2 separate regions of the Capra hircus genome follow, and region 1 is linked to region 2. Evidence: chromatin contacts called from public Hi-C data. All regions are on one chromosome and are shown on one strand. The core of a region is the stretch at or near the end of the contact, and the rest is flanking DNA. Distances in the headings are between cores, read along the strand shown. Region 1 has its middle 6.8 kb from the start of LRFN3. Region 2 overlaps NFKBID (NF-kappa-B inhibitor delta).

Region 1 (3,525 bases), core at 296-2,795, 42 kb before region 2:
AAATGGGAGGAGACAGGGTGGAGAAGGTGGTGAGTTTCTTTAAAAACCTTGGTCCAGAAATGACCTTCCACAAACTTCCCTCTTGCCCATATTTTATTGGAGAGATGCAATGGGGCTGGGAACATATTTCCAGGCTGGATAGCTCCTCCCCCACCCAGTCACAGTTATACAGAGTATGGATTTAATGGGCCCAACATCAACCACAACCAGATCCACAACTTCAGGGGGCTGTGGAATCTTCTTCCATCCACTACAACGAATCCTGCTCCAGAGGATGTTCCCAGCCCCACCCTGACTACCCTCCCACCCACCTACCCTGGTCCTCTGCTTTTGGGGTGGGTGACCACAAATTTGACTCTTTTAAGAGTGAAGAGAATCTGGCTTGACTTGATAAATGTTTAGATCACTGCAAAAGTTTAATGGTGAGTTTAATGCTCTTTCTCCAAGCATTTATTGAGCTGTTACTGTGTGCCAGGACGATACTGGGAACATGCCCATGAATGAGACACAGTTAAGGCTTTGGAATTGCATCTCCTCTTTCTCAGGCAGAAAGAGAACAGATGATTTCTGAACCTGTGCTTGTCGCTGTGATATTTCACTATGAACAACATGGGAGAGAAGGGAGGGGCAAGGAAATCATCAAGTCTGTCTGCCCGTTGGTGATAGAGGGGATAGGGTTCAGGGAAAGGATGGGGGCAACATTTCAGGGGGGAGGTCACCTGGATCAAAAGGGGTGGGGAGGGCTTTCTAGGTGTGAATAGAATCTCTGTGTGCAGACTCATGGGCTAATCAGAGACCTGTAATTCCAGCTTCTAACGCAAACCATTGCTGATTCAAGTGCTAATCAGAAATCTTATCCCTGTGAAAGCAAACCTGGGCTGATTCATGTGCTAATTATAAATCTAAGCTGATTTGTAAACTCTGTCCTGGAGCAGGATCTAAATCACAAACAGGCAGGAACTTCTGCTGACAATCATCAGCTCAAAGAGGTCTGCGTTGCTAATGGCCATCTAGAGTTGATTCGTGTGCTAATTACAACCTTGGGATAGTTTAATAGAATGATCGGAGCGTGTCAAATTCATAGCGAAGAAGAGCACAGACTCTGAAGCCTGACAGTCCGGGTTCAAATTCCATTCCTGTAAAGAGGGGGCTGATAGAACACCAAATGTCTTTTGGGAGGATTAAACGAGTTAATACAAGTAAACCACTGGGAGCAATGCCTGGCACCTAAGTGCTTACTCTTTTAAGTAGTAGCTGTAACATTAATAATATACAGGCAACAGTTATTCTGATTTCATTTAATTCTTCATAGCAGGCCCCACCTCCAATCTCTTCACCACGTTCCTAAGCCCAGGTCTGAGGGCCTCACCCTCTGGAAAGGCTTCCCAGGGACCTGGGAGTCCCCAGTCCCGCCCCCGCCGCTATCCCTTTCAGCACCCTTCCCAGGTCTGGACGTCACCGCTCAATCGCCACTTGAGGGCAGCAACACACCGTCCAGCCGCTGCGCGCGGTGCATTGTGAGGCGCGTAGTCTTTGGGCTGATTAAGAGGTAGCTTGGGCCTGGCATGCGAACTGCATCTCCCAGAAGGCCATGCGACACACTATGCCTCACCTTGCTTAAACCTGTAGGCGGAGATCTCGCCCTCCTCAGAGAGCGAGCCTCTAGACCGGCGCGGGGGCATCATGGGGTGTGGGGACAGCCCGGCGCCTAGAGGAGGGATTGCTGCGCAGGCGCGGGCAGCCTGTGTCTCCTACTGGGCGCATTAGGAAGCGGGTGACCCTATAGCCACAGACGCCGGAGCTGAAGTTGAAGCAGCTGTGGAGGCTTGTTGTTCAGTCGTGTCCGACTCTTTGCGACCCCATGGACTGCAGCACCCCAGGTTTCTACGTAGTCCTGACTCGTGGAAGAGCTTAATACCGCCTGGCTCCACCCCCACCCCCGTTGTGTGCCCTGCAGCCTGCTCGCCGCCTTCCTGCTCTCCTGCATCTCCACTGTTCCTAGTATTTTCTTGGCGCTCTAGTCTTAAGAGGAAGAAATAAAATCCTTTCCTTTCTTTTACCATTTCCTCACAGGCGCACACCCCCTTAAAACACACAGACCCCTAATGGTAATGCTCAACCAAGCACAAAAATAGAAAAGTATAATGATCCTCCAGCTACCCATCACCTTTCTTCAGTAATTATCAACGTATGATCTTGTTTTATTTTTTCCGCTTCCCTCCCCAGGCGAATTCATTTAAAGCAAATCACAGACATATTATTTCATCCATAAACACTTCTGTATGTATCTCTAGAATAGAAGGTTCTTTAAAAACAATATTTTTATAACACCTGAAAATGAATAATAATTCCATAATATTATCTAATATCCAACCCGTCTCCAAATTTTCCTGATCATCTTATGTCTTCTGTTTGCTTGTTCAAATCAGACTCCAAACAAGGTAGTGTATTCCATTGTGTTGACACCTCTTTAAGGCTTATTTGCTGACAGTTCCCCCTTATTCTCATCTGTTTCACAGTCTGATCTGGCAGGTTGCGCTTCTTGGTGTCCTTTAATATGTTCTGTCCCACCTGTGCTGTGTAAACTGGTAAATCTAGAGGCTGGGTCAGATTCAGATTCAATTTAGGGGTAAGTGTACTTCATGGCTTACCTGGTGGCTCAGATGGTAAAGAATCCACCTGCAATGCAGGAGACCTGGGTTCGATTCCTGGTTTGGGAAGATCCATGGAGAAGGAAATGGCAACCCACTCCAGTATTCTTGCCCAGATAATTTTATGGACAGAAGAACCTGGCAGGCTATAGTCTACTGGGTTGCGAAGGGTTGGACATAACTGAGCAACCAAGCTCAACTCCACTTCTTCCATCAGTTATCATGTGATAATGCCCGGTTGCTTCTTTTTTGTGTGTGATGTTAATATTCAGTTGGGGCTGAGTGTTGTCACCCTAATCCATCCATTATAAAAGCACGGCCAAACTTCAGGAAGTGTGTCCATGCTCTCCCTTCCAGCTCTCTCCGGCTGTTTCACAAATGTGGTCTATTGCTAAAGCTCTTCCTTCTTGCTAAACTCAGGAAGTAATCCTCCATCCTCAACTCGCTGGTCCTGTAGTAAGTGGCTATTGAGAGCTTGTGCCTGCGAGCATGCGGGACACACAATAAGTCACTACAGTTGTGTTCAACTCTTTGCGACCCGCCAGGTTCCTCTGCCCATGGGATTCTCCAGGCGAGAATACTGGGGTGGGTTACCATACTCTCCTCCAGGGGCTCTTTTTGACCTAGGGCTCGAACCCATGTCTCTTATGTGTCTCTGATGCAGGTTCTTTACTGCTAGTGCCACCTGGGAAGCCCTTTTGAGAGCTTAACTAGTCCTAATTGAGATGTGTGCTGTATGTATAAAATACACACTGAGATTTCAAAGAGTACCAAAAAAAAAAAAAGAATTTGATGATGAGAAGCCCATGCTCTGCAACAAAGAGCAGGCCCTGCTCACAAGTAGAGAAAGCCTATGTGCAGCACTGAAGACCTG
Region 2 (3,869 bases), core at 315-2,814:
GAACGAGCAGCCTGTCCACCTGCTACGGCCTGGGCCGGGCCCCGAGGGGGTGAGTGCTGAGCCAGCCCTTACTGCAGGGTGAACCTCTGACCCCATCCATTCCTGACTTTAGAGGGTGACTTGTGGTCTCAGAAGGTGACCTTGACCCTTCTCCAACCCCAACTTCAAAATGTGACCTTGAGAGACTTCCCTGGCAGTCCAGTGGTTAAGACTTCCCACTTCCGCTGCAAGGGGCTTGGGTTTGATTCCTGGTCTGGAAACTAAGATCCCACATGCCGTGCAGCACAGCCAGAAAACAAAAGTGACCGTGGACCTCAGTGTCTGCTCCCCTGCCTGATAAGGTGACTCCACCTGATCTCTATTTAAACCCTGACCTCAGAGTATGACCTCTACTTTTAACCCTGAATCTTGATCTTAAGGTGTGACCTTTGATCCCCAGGATAACCTCCAGCCCCCTGACTTTTAGTCCTGACCTCAGAGTGGGACTTCTGACCCTCAAATGTGACTGACTCCTAGCTTCTCCCCTTGGACTCCCAGTCCTCAATGCTAATCACAAGGTGGGAACTCCCAACCAGCAACACCTTTGCTCAGGAGCCTTGATTCATTGTGTGCACGAGGCTTCACCCCCATTCCCACGCATTTAACCTTCAAATCCATCTGATTCGACTCACTTCTTTCTAACCCCCAACTTCACAGGGTGCGCCTGCCCCATCTCTCCCTGCAGCCTCTCAAACTTCTTCCCCGTCTTGTTTTGTCCACAGCTCCGGCAGCTATTGAAGAGGAGCCGAGTGGCACCCCCAGGCCTGTCCTCTTAGGACGCAAACCCAGAACCTGGACTGATTTTCCAGTCCCCACCGTCCTGTGGGACAACCAGCGTATGCTAATGTTGCAAATCCGTGATTATGTGGACAATGTCCAGCCTTTGGGGTCTTACATTAAAACCCCAAAATGGCTGCTAGGGAGTAAACAGTCCCCAATATTTGGGGCGGTATGATACCCCTCTCCCACCCACAAGGAGCCCCCTTGATGATTTCTGTGAAATCGAGGCCCCTTGATTGTTTCTGTGAAACATCCTAGATAGCCCCACCCTTTCCCCAGCAGGATCTTTCGGGGTCCCCTCTGCTAGCTCAGCTCTTTACATCTGGAACCCCAGATATAACTCCCTTACGTGTTACTTGGAGTACCCCCCGAAACAGCTTCTCGTACCATCCCAGTAGAGCTCCAAGATGAACCAGTGACCTCCCCGGGACCCAACCCCTTCAGGTCCATAACCCTGAGACAGGAAGGACTCTCCTAAGTTAGGGTCCCCTAGGTCTTTTTAAGTCAGCACTCAACCAGGCCCCTGTCCCAGACATCGGTATTTCCAGTGAATCCCCTCCCCTCTCTGAAACTCCCGATTAAACTCAACCTGGACTGGAACTATTCCTCTCTAATCACTCATCATTGGTGCAGGGAAGCGACTGAGGAGCTGTGTCTGGGTGAGTGTGTCTGGGTGGGCTGTTGTAGCAGACACCGTGGGGGGGCCAAGTCCACATCCTGTCACCCTCCCCGCTCAATGCTTGGTCTGACGGCCAGGGCCAGCACGCTAGTCTTTGCCTGTGGGCCTTCTCAGACCGCTGGTGCCCGCTTTGCGTCTTCCCACTCCAGTAGCCCTCAACCAGTGACTGAAGGGAGGTGGTATGAAAATGCTCCAGGCCCACCGCATCAGTGGGGATGACTATGTGTTCTACACGGGCTCTCAAAGTTCCCTGATGGGATGAACCTCCAGTTCTCTACTCAGTGGTTCTGGCTTGCTAACATGCCCTTTTGTGGCAGCTTTTTCCCTTTTCTGTGTCACTTCCTGCTTCCCCCACCAGTATTTTCCACCCCTTTCAGGTAATCATGTCCTCAAATCCTTGCCTCAGCCTCTGCTTCTGGAGAAACCTTAACTAAAGACAGAAGGCCTGGTCCACAATGCCTCTTCTCATATCTGCCCCACAGCCTCTGCTCTGGCCTCCATTCCAATCTCATCCCTCCAGAAAGCCCTCTGACCCACGTTAGCCTCCACTGCTTGGAGCCTCTCACAGACAGCAAACCAAGCACATTTGAGGGTGCGGGCCAGTGTCTCTACCCCAAGACCTAAGGCTTAAAACAACCACCGGTTTTTATGGCCATGATTTTGCAGGCTGGGCTGGGCTGAGCTGGGCAGTTCTGCTATCTTGCTTTGGTCACTCGTGTGGCTGCAGTCAGCTGGAGGCCTGCTTGGGCTGGGCAATGGCACTCATATCTCAGAGTTCGGGCAAGATGGCTGAAACCCCTGAGAGTGAACCAAGCATCTCTCTGGTCCCTCCAGGAGGGTAGGAGGATCCCTTCACATGGTAGCTCCAAGAGAACAAGCCCCTGCTCACACCATGCTTGCAGACACCACACTGCTCAAAGTCCGTCATGTGGCCAAGCCCAGAATCTGTGGGGAGGAGGGTACTACCCAAGGACAAGAAGACGGAGGTGGGGTCATTGGCGGTGCCAGCGCAAGCCTCCTAGATCAGCTGCTTGGGACCAGCACGTCAGCGCCTCTGTGTGTACTCACATACTGGCAGCTCACCCATGAAAAATTCATAGAAATATGTCATATTTCATCAATTCTAAGGAGAACTTAACAGGAATTCATCTGACAGTCAATTATGTGACCTAGTTTAATGTCAGCATATTTTTCCTTTGTGGTACACAAAATAATGATATTTATTTTTGATAGTATCTTAGATTCTGTTGACATATATGTATCCCAACATGTTTCAAAACACACATTCACACACAGACACCGCTAATGATAACATGTCTGTATGTGTGTGTGTGTGTGCTCTGTTGTGTCCGACTCTGTGACCCTATGGACTCTGGCCCACCAGGTTCCTCCATCCATGGAATTTTCCAGGCAAGGATACTGGAGTGGGTTGCCATTTTCTTCTCTAGGGAATCTTTCTGACCCAAGGATTGAACCCACCTCTCTTGAGTCTCCTGCATTGGCAGGCAGATTCTTTACCACTGAGCCACCTGGGAAGCCCAACATATCTCTAAGAAAACTGCTTTAGTAAAAGAAGAATTAAATTGCTTTCAATGGGAAAATAAGAGTGGCTTAGGGACACAAGAGCATCAAATAAGCAATAGTAAAGTTATTTTTCCTGCTGGAATTTCAATAAAACTGTGTTTTTAAACTAATTATTCTTAAGTATATCCATTAAAATGCAAATATTCTTAAGGAATTATGCACTGAGCATATTGAGCAAAATGGCCTTTCATTTTCTATCCCACCTGCTCAGAGCTCCTTACCCAGTGTTAGCCTGTTAATCACCCTTGGCTGTGAAAATAAAGGCAGGTTTTCCCGATTGTAGTGCTAGTTATAGGTTTCTGACCTGATGTTAAAACCAGATCAGAATGGTGTTTCTAACATCATGGGTTCTTTTTTGGACCACACTGCAAGGAATGTGGGATCTTAGTTCTTCAACCGGGGATCAAACCCGTGCCCCCTGAAGTGGAAGCACGATGTCACACTACTGGGCCGCCCAGAAACTGCTTCTTAATAAACTGTAACATTGTATCCAAGTTGCATCATGTATACATCTTTCTCCCAATACTTTTCACATCTATATTTAATATACACAACCTATATTTATATGTATATATTATGTAGAGCTCACCACTGTGAGCTCATTGGTCCTTTGGGAAAAACAGAAATACTGCTCCCTCCCTTAGGTCTGTCAGAAAATTGTGCTATCCTGATATTGGGACACAACATATTACTGCCATCTGCTGGGAAGCTGTGGTAAAAATGCCATCTGCAATGTCTAGGTGGAGAAGGTGATGGCATCCCACTCCAGTACTCTTGCCTGGCAAAT

The links. Hi-C and Micro-C count contacts between places; a contact is called where the count stands out from the background.
Region 1: a Hi-C map of blood shows a contact between it and region 2, with 8 times the contacts expected there. The contact joins two enhancer-like sites. A contact is called at or near these places in 2 of 5 Hi-C or Micro-C datasets (both in blood).

Annotation. Positions count from the first base shown.
Region 1 is chr18:47,464,266-47,467,790 of ARS1.2, reverse strand. No RefSeq gene overlaps it. Among named protein-coding and RNA genes, the nearest start is that of LRFN3, 6.8 kb to the left of the region's middle. Within about 2 kb of position 1,545, at least 4 of the 5 cell types and tissues checked have an H3K27ac peak or open chromatin away from gene starts, as enhancers often do.
Region 2 is chr18:47,422,071-47,425,939 of ARS1.2, reverse strand. NFKBID (NF-kappa-B inhibitor delta) reads left to right here. Exons shown (of 12, transcript XM_013971186.2): 11 at 1-49; 12 at 762-1,419. The coding sequence ends at 815. Among named protein-coding and RNA genes, the nearest start is that of NFKBID, 9.0 kb to the left of the region's middle. Within about 2 kb of position 1,564, at least 1 of the 5 cell types and tissues checked has an H3K27ac peak or open chromatin away from gene starts, as enhancers often do.